Regions from separate parts of the Mus musculus genome. Here regions 1, 2, 3 and 4 are each linked to region 5. A link is a contact called in public HiChIP or PLAC-seq and promoter capture Hi-C data. All regions are on one chromosome and are shown on one strand. Each heading gives the region's core, a stretch centred on a gene start, on an enhancer-like site or on the middle of the called end of the contact. The rest is flanking DNA. Distances are from core to core; before and after follow the strand shown. Region 1 holds the start of Smarcal1 (SWI/SNF related matrix associated, actin dependent regulator of chromatin, subfamily a-like 1). Region 2 holds the start of Ikzf2 (IKAROS family zinc finger 2). Region 3 holds the start of Spag16 (sperm associated antigen 16). Region 4 has its middle 20 kb from the start of Gm29822. Region 5 holds the start of Atic (5-aminoimidazole-4-carboxamide ribonucleotide formyltransferase/IMP cyclohydrolase).

What was found. Promoter capture Hi-C pulls out the DNA fragments that hold promoters and counts their contacts. HiChIP or PLAC-seq counts read pairs in DNA pulled down with a chosen protein or histone mark.
Region 1: a contact with region 5 is called in a promoter capture Hi-C map of pre-B cells, with 4 times the contacts expected there. The contact joins the promoter of Smarcal1 here to the promoter of Atic in region 5. A contact is called at or near these places in 3 of 39 promoter capture datasets (the HPC-7 cell line, neutrophils and pre-B cells), 6 of 484 Hi-C or Micro-C datasets (B cells, CD4 T cells, CD8 T cells and 3 more), 3 of 115 datasets of contacts at active chromatin or transcription factors (astrocytes, bone marrow-derived dendritic cells and pancreatic cancer cells) and 1 of 9 other capture datasets (liver).
Region 2: a contact with region 5 is called in an H3K4me3 HiChIP or PLAC-seq map of pro-B cells, with 5 times the contacts expected there. The contact joins the promoter of Ikzf2 here to the promoter of Atic in region 5. A contact is called at or near these places in 4 of 39 promoter capture datasets (the 3T3-L1 cell line, cranial neural crest, hippocampal neurons and 1 more), 2 of 484 Hi-C or Micro-C datasets (CD4 T cells and muscle stem cells), 3 of 115 datasets of contacts at active chromatin or transcription factors (astrocytes, pro-B cells and stem cell-derived neural progenitor cells) and 1 of 9 other capture datasets (adipose tissue).
Region 3: a promoter capture Hi-C map of embryonic stem cells shows a contact between it and region 5, with 15 times the contacts expected there. The contact joins the promoter of Spag16 here to the promoter of Atic in region 5. A contact is called at or near these places in 7 of 39 promoter capture datasets (the 3T3-L1 cell line, cranial neural crest, embryonic stem cells and 4 more) and 4 of 115 datasets of contacts at active chromatin or transcription factors (astrocytes, embryonic forebrain, large pre-B cells and 1 more).
Region 4: a promoter capture Hi-C map of second pharyngeal arch cranial neural crest shows a contact between it and region 5. The contact joins the enhancer-like site here to the promoter of Atic in region 5. A contact is called at or near these places in 6 of 39 promoter capture datasets (cranial neural crest, frontonasal cranial neural crest, hippocampal neurons and 3 more) and 2 of 115 datasets of contacts at active chromatin or transcription factors (embryonic forebrain and stem cell-derived neural progenitor cells).

What each region holds. Positions count from the first base shown.
Region 1 is chr1:72,581,611-72,584,806 of GRCm38.p6, forward strand. Smarcal1 (SWI/SNF related matrix associated, actin dependent regulator of chromatin, subfamily a-like 1) reads left to right here and starts at 1,641. Exons shown (of 17, transcript NM_018817.2): 1 at 1,641-1,828.
Region 2 is chr1:69,684,469-69,687,529 of GRCm38.p6, forward strand. Ikzf2 (IKAROS family zinc finger 2) reads right to left here and starts at 1,492. Exons shown (of 8, transcript NM_011770.4): 1 at 1,226-1,492.
Region 3 is chr1:69,825,336-69,828,270 of GRCm38.p6, forward strand. Spag16 (sperm associated antigen 16) reads left to right here and starts at 1,635. Exons shown (of 17, transcript NM_029160.3): 1 at 1,635-1,786. The coding sequence starts at 1,669.
Region 4 is chr1:69,766,359-69,769,370 of GRCm38.p6, forward strand. No RefSeq gene overlaps it. Among named protein-coding and RNA genes, the nearest start is that of Gm29822, 20 kb to the right of the region's middle. Within about 2 kb of position 1,478, at least 24 of the 459 cell types and tissues checked have an H3K27ac peak or open chromatin away from gene starts, as enhancers often do. A contact at or near this core is called in second pharyngeal arch cranial neural crest, where this site is marked.
Region 5 is chr1:71,555,487-71,558,520 of GRCm38.p6, forward strand. Atic (5-aminoimidazole-4-carboxamide ribonucleotide formyltransferase/IMP cyclohydrolase) reads left to right here and starts at 1,670. Exons shown (of 16, transcript NM_026195.3): 1 at 1,670-1,788; 2 at 2,011-2,137. The coding sequence starts at 1,770.

The DNA.
Region 1 (3,196 bases), core at 391-2,890, 1.0 Mb after region 5:
CACAAGTTCTTATAGCTGCCTGGAAAGATTCCCCAATGCAAGTGTTATAGCTCTGCTCCAGAAGGGGATAGTTCTCCAGGCAAAGTGTTTTGCCAAAGCTCTGCTCTGTCCAAAATGTTACAGCTCTGAAGGGAAAGGAATCCTGGCAGTTGGGAATACCACAGAGTCACACCACACAACAAACTTGCCACAATAGACTTCTTGGAAGGTGGGAACTCAGGAGGGCAGCTGCCTCTGCTCCAGTGAGAAGCAGCAAAGGACTGGGCAGAATGCAGGGTTTATATAGGATTTCTAGAGGGTGGGTGGGATTTCCAGAGTGGCCTGGGACTCAAGGATTGGTGGGATTTTTTTTTCCTTGTAGGGTGGGGCTTGAACCCTCTCCAGCTACACTGGTACAACCACTAGTGACATCTGCAGGGCAGAGCCTGGCCACTTGTGTGCCTTGAGGGTTTATAACCTTTACAAAGTATACTTTTACAAGAGTTCAGGCACTGAAAGCCTTCCCCTGCCCCTTGAGTTGGCATGAATAGCCAACACTAGCAACATTCCTCTTCCTCCTGTTGTGGGCTGCTATTTTGATAGCTCCTGTGTTCATGATATCTTACTGCAGTCCACCTCATCGTCTCTTCTTATTAAAAAACACATCACATTTCCCTAAATGTCTGGTCATTTCCCCAATTAACTCTGTATTCAGAGATCTATCTCTTTGCAATGAGCTCTGTTTGAAAACAGAATCGTTTCAACCTTTCCGTGTACGCTGATGATAGAAGAATATTATATTCAACCATTGGAGGACAGAAAGAATGCTGTGCTCAGAAATGGAGTCAAGTAACCTTGATAGTATCTGATAGATGGGAGGGCTTTGGAATCAGAATAACAAAGTAGCTAAATACAGCCTGGAGAAAATTGTGGACCAGTCCTAGTTCCGTTTTCTCATTTATAAAATGAGGATAATGGAGCTGGGTGTGTGGTGCACAACTTTAATCGCACTCCAGAGAAGGATCTCTGTCAGTTTTAGGCCAATGATACATGTTAAGATCCTGCCTTTTGAGGAAAAAAAAAAAAAGATATAATAATAATCTTATGATGGTGCAAGTCTGTAGGAGGTGGAGGCAGGAAAGACATCCTCTGGTACAGGGTGAGTTCTTAGACAAGTCTGGGTTACATGAGTTACTGTCTATGTTTCATAGGTTGTAGTTCGGATTAACTTAAGTTCCTATTAATGATCAGCACGCTGACTGATGGAGGCTCTAAAAATTTCAATTCCTCTTTGGTCTAGGAAAGCAGATACTCAGCAGCGGCTGGGGCTTATAAGGACGGCACTATTAGAAACGGGTGTGCCAGGAAAATCTTTATTAAGTATCAAATCAATCTGGCTGTCTGACATGTCTGGAGACACCCCTGACACTGAACGCTCAGCCTTCCTTACGCCTGATTAAATGTTTGGAGAAACTGAGAGCTACAACTCCCAGGGTGCACCACACCTTGACCCGCCCACAACGTTACGCCTCTCAAATTCACCAACCTCCAATGGGCAGGCTTTCCGATTCAAACTACAAACCCCAGAAGGCCCTACACCAAGTGTACTATCACCCACAATTTATGACCGGGATCTGCGGCCGTACTGGCTGTTGGGAAATGTAGTTCGACGGTGGCCGAGCCATTCAAATGCCAATGGCCCGCTCCAAGATGGGTGAAATTGTAGCGCTTGAATTCTAGTTCCTCTAACAGTCCAACCAGAAGCGAAAACTGCCTAGGCAAGGCTCTGAAAGACGCTCCTGGTCTAGGGCTGTTCTGCTAAGGTGCCTCACCTTACTGGCCTCGCTAGGTAAGAAAGTGGGCTGCGAAGGAGGTAGCAGCATTGGAGACGGACGAGACCAAATACGGCAAGAGGAGGGAGCAGTGGGGACGGGAAGATCCAAGTGGAAATGCTAGAGGCAAAGTGGGGCGGGGCGTCCCCTTTTCTCAGGCACCCAGGATGTGCACAGGAAGGGAAGGGAAGCCCAGGTCTCAGCAAAGAGGAATGTCTATGTGGTGGTGTGCATTTGTGGTTTATGGTTTATTAGTTGGACCTCTCATTCCGTGGTCTCATCTCCCCAACTGGGTCAGTCAGCATACTAGGCCTTGGTAGGTATAACCCTAGTTGAATACAAGGCTGAGAGTTTTCATTGCTGCTGGCTGGCAGGCTTGAGTGTAACATCTGTGAGAGGAGATGTTTTGGGGTGCTTTGTCTAAAGGGAGTCTTAGCAAGGATTAAAATGTAAACCCTCTGAAGTCAAGAGTCTAGAGCTTTCTTTGACGGCTGGCGGTGCTACTGGAGTATTTCCTATGTTACAATCATTATAATATAAAAGTAACTTTTATCCTGTTGTAGTTGTCTGGGAGGCTCACTGCCTCCATCTGCTAACCTAGGCCTAGTCCTGGAAGCTTCTAGCCTCCTTATATTCTGATCTGGGCCTTGAATGTTTTCAGCCCCTTGAGACTTGCTGCTGAATAAACTCACCCTTTCGTGTTTTTTCTGAACTCTAGCTGGCTGGTTCAACTCAGCTGTTCTGGCTCAGACTTCTTTCCCCAGCTGACTGATTCAGTCTGGCTTTTCTCTCCGCCTCTGAATTGCTCTGTTTGGTCTCAAACTCTAGGAATCTGGTTCTAATCTTCTGGCTCCTTCTCATTCTCTTGCTCATTCTATCTTTACCTGTGTCTGACCTGTTCTTTCTTCAGCCTGTCTCTGTAAAGCTCTCCCGGTAAAACTGCCTCCGCCTCCCTCTCTGCTGCTCTACTCTTTCTCTCAACTCTACCGTATCCTGTGCTGTACTCTCTCCTCCTGCACTGTCTGTCTCTCCCTTAAGTGGCTTCCCGTTCCTCATGAGAGTTGGGCATATCCTATTCTGTCAAATCTTTCTGATTCTCGTCACTTTGTCTGCCACTCAATTAGACATCGTTTTCAACATGGGTGCTTTCTCCTACAAACTAACTTTACCTTCATTGTTTTGGAGTCAAAGGTGAGTACTAAAGGCATATCTGTATTCCAGCCAGAGGGAATGTGTCAAGGGCTGGGCCAAACCCTAACTAGAAACTCAAGTTCAACTATCCTGTAACATTATAAGGTAGTGCTATTTGGGTAAGGCTTAAGTCAGACCCAGCCAGAGAATTTGGTGTTCAGGCCCCTGCATCTAGAGCATTGTAAAACTGGTTC
Region 2 (3,061 bases), core at 242-2,741, 1.9 Mb before region 5:
GAAAAAATAGGAGAGGGTAATCTCCAATTTGCCAACTGTAACTGCTATCTAAGTATTTTACCACTCACTACTTCCCACAATCGCCCTGCAGTTTGAGTACTTCCCTAGTATACAGACAGCTCTATTCACAATTGTTGCAAGTTGGTTCATCATGTTCTAATGGGGGGGGGGGGGGGGCACAGAGAACAAACAAAACATAAGAAAACAAAACAAAACAAAACTACTTAGTACTAGACTGTATCCCAAAGACTTTTGCGGCAGTTGGCCAACTCTGGCTTGTACTGACGTTTTAGCCCACCCCAAATCCTGTGTGAGCACCTGTTCCACGTACCCTAATTTCCTGCCAGACTATGGCCGGAGACAATGCCAAGCCTACTTGAGACATTCGGAGTTCCAACAAGTCAGAAACTTTTGGCTGTGCACGAGGGGAGGGGAGGATTTTCCTCTCCCCAAGTGTGAGGAATGATTTTCATGCATCAATAACACAAATACTTTTGTATCCCCAGAAACAAAAGTAAATTGCATGAGACAACACCCCCTAGCTTTGATTCACATCATAAGAAGATCGATAATCTAACTGTATTCTTTGAGGGAAAAAGTTACAGAATTGACAAGTCCTGAAAAAGATTTTTACTTATTTTTCCCCCCTTTGGCCCAGGTCCTTTTTGCCTTTAGTTTCAAAACTCTCAAAGCACCAGCAGCTAAATTATTCACAATGAGCCATTTCTGTATTGATCGCCAAGTATATTTAGCCCTAGCTCCTGGAATTTCTCCATTACTTACTGGAAAACAGGCAGCTTCACTTCTTGTCTCCAAAACCACTTCCCTTCTCCCTCCCCTCCCCTTCACCACCAGCCTCCCTACCCCCCTCCCGCCCCCCAAAAACTTTTCTTTCTTTCTTTATGGAATAATCAGATCAAATTCCCAGTCACTACATAGCAGTTAAATTCCGACCTGCTCTACTCTTATCAAATTCTTTCAATTAGGTTACGTAAGGTTTGAAAGAAAGGGACCCGGAAAGTTTTAAAGGGGAGCAGTTTCTACCGAGAGCTTACAAATGAGTCTATCTCTTTAAAAATGTACACATTTAACACACATACTAAAAAGAAGCGTCAGTTAGAAGCAAAAGAAGTCTGCGCCAACAGTGAAAGGGTTATTAAACCCTCAGTGAAGGAAAAGGAAGAAAAAGGAAGAAAAAGGAGAAAGAGAAACAAAATGTACATACAAAAGAAATTGTCCTCTGATTAAAAAACAGTCATCACCATTTCCAGCTCTGTCGGGAGCTCCCAGCTTCTTCTAACCCCTCAAGGAGGAGGTGACAATGTCGGGCTGAAGAGAAACGGAGAAAGAAAGAAAGAAAGAAAGAAGTTTTTTGTGTCCCCCCCCCCTTCCCTCCCTGCCCCCTCCAGGCAAAGCCCCCTGCAGAGTTGAAGCCGAGGAGGAGGGAAAGCACTTTACAGGTGGGTCATTCCAAGACCGAATCCAGCAAACAGATCGGCTGATAAACAAAACCAAGAAATGAGAGAGAAGGAACACTCCCCCCCAACCTCCTCCTCCTCCTCCTCCTTCTCCTCCTCCTCGTCCTCCTCCTCCCCCGCCCCCGCCCCCTCGTCCCTTTGGGATGGTCTAGTAGGAAAAGTCACTCAGGAATGGCACCACGTACTTTCAGGAAAGAGGAAAAAAAAAAAAAAAAAAAAAAAGACAGGGAGGGAGGGAGAGAAAGAGAGAGAGGTCAGTGCTACAGCAATGCGATTAACGAGAAGAGAAAAAACTTGATCCACCGGTTCCTTAAGAATCGACCAAAAGCTAAGACAAGAAAACTGAAAGAAAAAGGGGAGGGGGGGTACGAGGGGAGGGACAGTCAGGCAGAACCCAGCAAGGAACCTAGGCCAACTTCACAGGACTGTTTTGTGGCCTCTGGCAAAATAGGAAAAAAAGAAAAAGAAAAAGAAATTAAATCTTCATTCCATCTCCTTCGTCCATACCAGAACCTGTCAAAGCGATTTAACTGTTGCTGTTATACATGTGTCACACCAGATTTTTATTATTATTTTTGTTTTGTTTTGTTTTCAATCTCAACAGTATAATAGCCTCTATCCAGACAGCTGCAATCTATGCCAGGTTATCCAATCTTTCTTCTTGGAATTCAAGTTAAAACAAAGCAAAAACAAGTCCAAATCCATGACAGCTATAAAGATGAGAACTGATTAGTCCATTAACATCCCAGAAGCAGATTACAAGGAGGGGACGATACATTAAGGCAAAGGACATCATCTTCAACGAAATTCCCTGAGCGTCCTTAACAGAGATCATTTCCCTAATCAGAGCCACAACCCATCCCTCCCCAAAGAAAAGCGTCTATATTATTATTATCCCTGGTTAACAGCAACAAGTCATTCGATCACACCACACTGTTAAACAAGATTCCATATCATTACACTTAACTTTGAAAACACTCCCCCTCCCCAACCCCTTTGCAAACCATACACAAATTGATAGATAATCTATGAATCAGAAGACAAATAAAACAAGAGCTGTTCTTCCCCACGCAAAAAGCCAAGCGGAGATTTACCTCAGCAGTGCATGCAGTAAAATAATCCCATCACCCTTTTGTTTGTGTTTACTGTTAGTGTGTCCTCTCCCTCTCTCTCTTTCTTTCTTTCCTGTGCCTAACGTGTGTTTGTGCACTGCAGTTGGTGGTGGAAACTAAGGCAGTGGATCTGTAGCTAAGGGTAATCCTGTTTTTACTTCCTCCATCTTCAGCGAGGAGCAGGGTTAGCCCGGGACAGCTGGTCAAACCCCGAGAAACCGATCCGGCGGAGCCCGAGCACATCTCCCCCGCCGGCCGGGCTCGCGCAGACGCCCGCGGGCGGAGGGCGGGCAGCGGCGGCGGCGGTGGCGGCCGCGCGCGCGCGGAGGGGGTTGGGGGGGGGGTCGTCAGCGAGCGCCCGGGTCCGTGAGAGCCGGGAGCGGGCGGGCGGGTGAGCGAGCGAGCGAGCGGGCGAGCGCGCGGGCGGGAGGGGCGGGGGCGCGTGTCTGCGCGCTCGGCCGCTCGTTCGGC
Region 3 (2,935 bases), core at 385-2,884, 1.7 Mb before region 5:
TAACTTTAAGTAAGACAATTAGTAAGCACTAGAATATAAACCTGTTTGTAGAAGATGATACATTACATTCAAAGACAACAGGCTTTGTAGCCGACAGAATAAACATTAGAAGCTCCAAGGGATGGTCCTCCATGTGTCTCTTGTTTCTGCCTGTCCTTTGAGGCATCAGCAGTGCCTGACCATTCCGCACCCAGGCCACTTTTCAGGGTTCAGTTTACAGTCAACCATTTGAAAGATGAAGCCAGATGTAAGCCAATGGATCCCCCATTTTCAGAATTCCTCTTCTGTATTTTTGCTTCTTTGCATTGAATGGGCACTCAGAACGTTTGCTGTGAGCAAACTCTTGAACTCTTCAGATACCATTGTGACCTTTATTCTAAGACGCAAAACCAAGTGTAATGGAAGCAGCTCATATTCCTTATCTCTGTATGCTCTGAATAGGTGGCTAATGCTCTGGTGATTTATAGCTAATAACAACACTTGAGGCAGGTGACATTATCCTCGGGCCTAGGTGTGGCTGTAGACAGGAAGTAATGCAAACGGATTCCAACCTTCAGGTTCTTAGTCACCCCTCTAGAAGTTACCAGTATTTTTTTTTTAATTAAATAAACGTGAGCTTTTATTTAATTATCAACCAGAGTTCATTAAGGAATGTAGAATTAAAAAAGAAAAAGAATCTGAAAGATGGTCTTAATGATGCCTATGTATATACACTATATAAACCAGAAGTTTCTATCACAGCAATGAGACACATGATTGGACAAATTAGTCAGTTCTCTCCTGCCCCCTCCTTCTTGTCCTCCTCGCTATTCCTTCTCTTTCCCCTTTCCATCTCCTCCCTGCCCTTCTTCCCTGCTCCCTTCCCTCTGAGGTAGCTCATTAGTTCTTAACTACATGCCCTATCCCAAATATCACCTATTAGACTTTATGTTAGGGTCATAGGTAGCTCATAATTTTTTATGGATGTGAGTTTACCTCAGCAAAAATCAATGGTATAATTTGATACGACTGGGACTATTCCAAGTCCGTGTGTAGGAAGCCGCGGTCCAAACAGATGTCCACATAAAAGAATTAAAAGATTGCTAGAAAGGATGTAATAAAGGTGAGCACCCCTACTTTTCATTGCTAGGGGTTTAAGGAGCTCCTCAAAAATGGTTCCTAGAACTTTCCCCACTTCTTCTAGAAATACAGAGACAAGTATCCCACCTTTTCTTAAGTCTTCCCTTCCCCAGAAATATTTGAGGTTCTCTACACATCTAAAAATTGAGGACCGACTTTGGCATGTGATAAACAAAGAGTAAAGGAAAGCAATGAAGAAAAAGGAAGCCGAAAAGAATGGCGTTAAAGCAGGCAAGCAAGCAAGCAAGCAAGCAAGCAAGCAAGCAAGCAAGCAAGCAAGCAAGCAAGCAAACAAAATGAAAACAAAAACACCCAAACAAGTAGCTTGTGTAAATGTAATATGAGTCCCTGGTTCTGGGCTTCAGGTCTGCAGTCCAAGCTTCCTGGGGCGTCTGGGGTAACTAGGCAACGCGTTGCCGTAGTAACTGCGGACGCGCAGAGGGCTTGACCGGGGCCTTTTGGTGCCCCGCTGGTCGGGGTGAGGGGTCCCGGGTTCTCGCGAGAGTCGCGACGCCAGTCGGAGGGGCACCGAGGGGCGCAGTTGCAAGCATGGCTGCTCCGTCTGGGGTCCCGCCGCTGCGGGTGCTGGAGGAGCTGGGCATTGGCTTGTCACCCACCGGCGAGGTGACAGAGGCGGTGACCTCCGAGGGCGCCTACTACCTGGAGCGTATCCTTCTGGTGGCCTCCCGGGCGGGCTGGTGACTGACGGGGCCTGCGTAGGGGCTTCCTGTCGGGGCGTCTGTGGACGCCATTGATGGAGTGTCCATGGGACCTCCAGGTGGAGTCCTTGCCAGCCCAGCTCTGTCCCAGCAGAAGCCATTTTAGGAGTGTAGGCTCATCTGTGGTTACAGTCATGAGCAGAGTAGGGAAGCCTTCCAGGACCTTGTAATTTACACCCTGACTTGTAGGATGGAGGCAATTGGCATGAAGGTGGCACAAAAACTCTTCCAACTCTCTGATGAATGGTACACACACACACACACACACACACACACACACACCCTCAGCATACCTTCTTAATAACTTCCATCAGATACTGACATATTAAGGGAGATCTGTATGTACCTTTGGGCACCCTGTGGTCTTGTACCAGGTCTCTCCATAGGGTTGCCTACCTTCCTCTGTAGTTTCTTTCGGTTTTGGCTGTTAAGTGGTAGCACTGTAATACCCTGCCGCCCCCCCCACATTGGGCTAATAAATGTGTGTGGAATGAGCAGGCAAATGCTTGGAAAAAAGCAACAGATCATGATGAGCAGTTATGAATGTAGGTACCAGAAAAAAAAAACGAATAATTTTATATGTATAATTAGGTTCATTAACTCTTTTGTAAGTCTTTAGCCTTCTCTTCTCTAGATAGGAAATTCTGGATTAATGCTCAGTGTTTGAAAATAAGAGCCACATACATACAATAGATAAATGAAAAATGGCTATCTATAAAGATGTTAAAGACAGTAAAAAAATCTATTACTATTATTATTGGAATAGTTATAGTATGGGTTTTTGTTGTTTGTTTGTTTTGTTTGGATTGGTTTTGTTTTTGTTTTGTTGTGTTTTGTTTTGTTTTGTTTTGAGACAGGGTTTCTCTGTGTAGCCCTAGCTGTCCTGAAACTTACTTTGTAGACCAGGCTGGCCTCGAACTCAGAAATCCGCCTGCCTCTGCTTCTGCTGGGATTAAAGGCATGCGCCACCATGGCCGGTTTAGTATCTTGTTTTTAAATTCAAGATCTCATAGATCCAGCAGTGATTCATTTTGGGAGCTTTAACAGGCTCAGTTAAGCAGAAAATATGTAGTATTATATTGGATAAAAATTATTTT
Region 4 (3,012 bases), core at 228-2,727, 1.8 Mb before region 5:
CATTGAAAGAACTCATGTTTTCATTTGCTAAATCTAAAAGCCTCAGTTTCTTTATCTATACATTGGGCATAACATTTCTTGTATAGAATTGTTGCAAACCTCACATGACACACAGTTTGTGTCAAGTGCTTACCAGGGTATCTGGACCGTGATGGCAGCTGGTATCATTGCTGTTATGTCCTGGAGAGCTAGAAGTTTCCTTAGAAGAAGAGGAAGTGGAGAAGGGAGCTTAGGGAGGAGAGGAAATTCAGGAATGCCAGAGTAGTGTGAGGAGAAGACTGCAAGTCCCTTACACTGGTGCCATGAAGATTTGTATTCTGTTCTAGGGTTATTCAAATTTGCTTCCTTACTACTCCGGTTGCTGAAAGCTGTGTCCTTTTAAAACATATGGGTAAGTATCATATTGTGTGTGAAAATTAAAGAAGCACTTGTCTAAAAATATGTAACCTGGATTCTATTCCTGGCCTAGCTGCAGACTCCTGTTAACTTATTAATATGTGCATGCCTCCGTTTTCATATGTACATATAGATTTAACTCTTCCCCTCCTGCTTGGAGGAATTTTGGTGAGGGTGTGGCGTCTGTATACTCCTGAGTACTATTGAAGTAAATAATAGGAATAAGTACAGTAGAGTTCATGTTATCATACCGTTTTAGTAAGAAAAGCATTCAGTGATGGAAAATTTCAGGTTTCTTTGTGATTATAAACAAAAAATGACATTCAACTGCTTAGTTAGAGTGTACATTCCTATGGATAATTTTGGTTCCTTATCACAATGTCATGTATATAAATTAAAGATTATTGTAAAACATCCACTCTAGAAAACAGCCACTTTGCTGTGCCTTAGCAGCACAAGGCTGGAACTGCCACAAATTCAATCAATATGATGTAAGGGCACAAACTGACTGTCACATAAGATAATTAAATTGAGGCAAGTAGTCTGAATTCTTAATTTTGGAATTATGGTAGAGATTTTTAAGTCATTCTGCTACCAGCTCTTTTATTTGTAACTTTTTCTAATCTGGAGAGTAAGCCAGTGCCTTGGGTATCCCAAGTAAGCATGCTGAGTGACATTCCCAGGTTTTATCTATTGTTTGTCTGTCTACTATCTGTCTGTCTGTCTATCTATCTATCTATCTATCTATCTATCTATGGATGGATCTAATCTATTATCTATCGATCTTCCTTTATGTATCTATTTATATATCATCTATGTATCTATCATCTAACTATCTAGTATCTATCCATCTGTTATTATTATCATCATTATTATTATTTATTATTATTACTATTATACTTGATTCCCATATGCCATAATCAGGATATTTTAGTTACTTGTGGAAAATTAAATCTAAACACATATCATGCTTGTATGTGCCATGGCTTTATCCTCTGTCCTCTGTTAACTATAACCTGCTCTGGGGGAAAACATACTGAAAACCATCTCCAGGCAATGTAAATGTGTTTCTCATTAAGCTGTCCTTCTTTGCATTCACAGAGGTTCTAATTCTGAAGGGAAGGTTAACCTTTTTCTGGCAGCAGCAGTTCCAGTTGTAGAGAGAACGTGCTATTGATTTCTTAGGATTTTTGTTTGCCAGTCTTCTGACTGGTACACAAGATAAGGACATGAAAAAGAATGAATAATGCATATACCTCCATAGGGGGAACCTCCCGCTCTGCCTGTGTGGGAAATAGAGTTTCTCTTGTGTTCTTTCCTCCCGAATGTCCTGTGAGTTTTCCTTACTGCAAAGAACTTGACTCTTGGTTAAATACAGAAAAACTACACTTGTGATATTCAGTATCTTCTATGACTTGGATATTTTCTGATTTACTTACATATTCTTTGTAAATTCAAGTAATATAAGGACACCTTATAGCGCCACACCATTTTAAGTGTTATGCCGACCTCAGCGGGCTGTTGTGGAAAACATGGCCAAGACAGGGCTGAGTATTCTGTGCTCTATAAAGAGATAAAAACATTGAATTTAATTAAAAACGACTTGATTACTTGTGTGACCTGACCTTGCTTGAGATGCTGATCCTAGAGGACATTTTGTCATGTACGTCATTTCTACAACACAAGAGCACAGTTCATCTTCACCTGGTGAAATTGTCCAAAGTAATTATAAGAAGAGGTTTTCAAAGCGTGTGTGTGTGTGTGTGTGTGTGTGTGTGTGTGTGCGCTGATGGTAACACGAGCAAAAAAAGGGTTCTAGCTCTATCCCAGACTTCTTGTTTCTGAGGTAATGGCTATGAATTTCCACTTGGGCCCTATTCCAAGACTGTACTTCAAAATGACCTCAATGCGTGCTTTAAGATACTTCCACATGGATGCATAAAGCTCACAGAGCTCTGTGCTCATTCCTGCTAATTTTTGCACTCTTGAGCATATGAGAGCAAACGACCTAACATACCCACTTTTTCTGAATGTCAGAGGAAAGCACACCTGTTTTTGCGTCTTTACATCTTCGTGTCTCCTCAGGGGGTGACGCCTTTAGTTGGGGGATTTCTGGTTGGGGGAAGAGGGTCCGCACCACAGTCTCAGTCAAAGTGATTATTATCACACTGGTAAGTTTCCACTGTGGCTGCTGCGTGTAGGCTGTGAACACATTTGAAGTCAGCAGGAGACCGTTAGAAACCTCCCCTCCGCTGAGGAGCCTTGCAAACCTCTGCTCACCAGAGCACGCTCATCAGCTGCGGTCAGTGGCTTCTTTGTTCATCCAGGGCTGTAATGTCGCTTTAAACTGTCTTCTGTCCCACAGAGCACACCCTCCTCCAAAAATGAAAGAGGAAAAAGAAAAAAAAAAAGCACTACAAACAATCCCCATGAGTGTTTTTGAATTCTCTTCTGTTAATCTTGTTCTAATGGTATGAGGTCTTGCCAGGAGCCATTTGTGGTTTAGACACACTAAATAACATAACATTCACACAGTTAAAAACAATTAATATCAAGTATCAAATCAAAGGCTGGGTGGGGCAGAAATCAGATTAGTTGTCTTTTCTACTTGTCGTA
Region 5 (3,034 bases), core at 420-2,919:
GGCTAAATATTTGCCTATGTATTATTTTTTCAATGTGGAAAATGTCTAGTGTCTAAGCGCTGTTTATTTCCTTTTATTGTTTATTGCTTTCTCTGCTTTCTAGTTCCTGTAGAAATCTAATGTGGTTGGCCAGGGAAGTCCCCTGGAAGTCCAGGAGCACCAGGCTCACACATGTAAACAAACCTTCACGCAGGCAAAACACCCATATACTTAAAATAAAATTTTAAAGATAAGATAAAGAGAAATATTTCTTGGAAACACCTTTGCCCACTGAGCCACTCACTTGTTCTTCCTGAATTTTGACTATTTCATACCCTCTTATAGTAGCTAACTAAAGGCTGATTACAATCTTATATGCGTGGAACTAATTATTCTAATATCTGTCACCTTTTGTTGTTTGTTTAACATTTTTGAGACAAGGTCTTGCTGTTTCTTTGGCAGGTATGGGACTTAAAGTGTGGACCAAACTAGCTCCAAACTTGCAATGATCTTTCTGAACCTTGTTCACCTCTGTACATTGAAAGTTGTGAACACATCCTGAAGACACTCTCATGATCCTAATATATCTTCCTTAGAAACATGAGAGGTGTTCAGAGCAAGGAGTTAACACGTTCTGAGGTCAGAAAAATGAGATAGATATTTGATCAATAGATATTTGGAGAAGGAAAAAGAGATTGGACTATTAGAGAGGAAAGACAAGAAGCAGACTAGCATCCAAATAATAGGAAAATGGACTTTGCACAGATTGGGAGACTAGACTGGAAATAAAAAGCTAAGCTTTCTATAGAATTGTACAATTTTAGGCTCCTTTATAGAATTTTTAAGTTCTTTTTTGGAATTGTATTAAAGAACATTACAAAAGAAAACATAATCAAAAAATTAATTCTAAACATTAATGTTAAAAATAGGGCTGTTAGCCGGGCAGTGGTGGCACATGCCTTTAATCCCAGCACTTGGGAGGCAGAGGCAGGCTGATTTCTGAGTTCGAAGCCAGCCTGGTTACAGAGTGAGTTCCAGGACAGCCAGGAATACATAGAGAAACCCTGTCTCGGAAAAAAAAAAAAAATAGGGCTGTGTATACAGCAAGATATGTTTATTTTGTGCCAAAGGTGTCACTTTTATTAAAAAGAAGCAGATGAGCTCAATTTTGCTATTCCTATTTTTAATAACTTAAGTCTTGAAACCTTTACTCCTGCCACCTGGGCTTGAAGGAAAAGAGCATTTTACACATGGTGATCTTGATGTAAATTCCAGGCCATTTTATAATGTGGTATGAAAAACTTCAAATGACGGTCATTTTACTTCTTTGGGGCTCTCAACTGTGGAGGCAATGACTTCATGCGTAGGTCTCCCAGACCTGTAAAAGGGAGACCATAGCAGAAGGCTTCTCTAATCCTTTCTGACATCGTCAGACAGGGTCTGTTTAGTCCTCTCGCTAGTTTCCCCCAATCAGTGCTCCAGCCGCCGCGGCCCCACCTCCCGGGACCTCAGCAGCAGCACCCCAGATGCGCGCGAACCGCGAGTCCCCACGCCCAGATCTGGGTTCGGAAAGAGGAAGCCCGCGGCTACAGATCCCAGGCTCCGGAGTTAGCAGCCGCCCCGCCCAGCGGCGCCTTCCACCCTAGGCTGCAGCTCACTGGAGGAGGGGCGGGACCTCGGGGTCACGTGGGGTCGACACGCCCTGCCCACTGCTTCCTGAACCGCGGGGTCCGGCCTGCCTGCCTACGCACGTGGCCTGTCCGTCCCTTGACTCCGCGACCCAACGCAGCATGGCTCCGTCTCAGCTTGGTGAGGCCCTCGCGATGCATCATAGGGGTCCTGCCTGCACCATCCCCGCCACCCACTCATGCCGCTGGCCGAGCTGGGGAGGCCCCGGGCCCGGCCTGCAGGCTGGGTGTCCCCAGTGCTGGGCCCTGGGCCTGCAGTTGCATGAGTCCCCTTCCCAGGAGTCCTCCCCGGGAGATCTCGGTGCCAGAAGCCGCGAGTAATGAGAACTGCCTTCTCTTTCAGCCCTGTTCAGTGTGTCTGACAAAACTGGCCTCGTGGAATTTGCCAGAAGTCTCGCGTCTCTTGGTTTGAGTCTGGTCGCTTCCGGAGGCACGGCAAAAGCGATCAGGGATGCTGGCCTGGCAGTCAGGTAAGGCAGTAGGTAGCGTTAAAGGGAGAAAAACGTTGTGACCATATTCACCAGAAAGCCATGCAAAAAACTGACAAAACACAGGGAGAAGTTAGGTTAGAACTAGGGAGCCTTGAGTTTTAGAGTCCTAGCACCCAGCCACTGTTTGCAAACAAATTAACTTCGGAGGGCCATGTGTTATGCAGAATAAACACGAATGTTCAGGTTCCATGGCCTGGCTTTGACTGGTTGCACAGTTAGACTGTAACATCTTTGAAGATCTGTATCTCCCTCTTCATAGCCTCACCCATCAGAAAGTACCAGTGGCTCGATCACACTCATCTCCTGACTAACAGTGGGAAGGGTTTGACAAGAGATGTCAGGAGATGACCCTGAAGGTCTGGAAGGTAGAAAAGGAAAAAGACCTTAGTTCCCTGGCTGTTTTCATTGCCATTATAACTCTTGGTTTGTGGAGAATCCCTATAGAGGTAAATTATTCACCTCTTCATAACTCTTGTTTGTGTAAGCAGTACATAACCCCTGTACATTTGACAGCTTCAGACAGCAAGAATGCCTTTACTTAGTAAATGTCTTCAGTGGATTCTCTTGTGACTTATGGGAGTCCGGAGCATCAGGGACAGCAGACAAGTAGGCTCCTGTGAGGTGCAGTTGAGTTACTGTGGAGCTGGTATGGGTAGGCCATTGTTGCTGTGGCATTTACGATGAAGTACGAGGAGTTCTTGCATTGTCTATCGCCTAGTTTAAATGTTTCTCAGATGGTCATTCATATTTCCACGCCACTGCCCAGTATTTGCTTGCCCCGTTACGCCTTCTCGTATTCTTTTGGTGGTATGGAAGACTGACCCCAATGTCCAGTCCACTCCTGAGCTGTATCCCTAGTTCATTTTTTATGCTTTG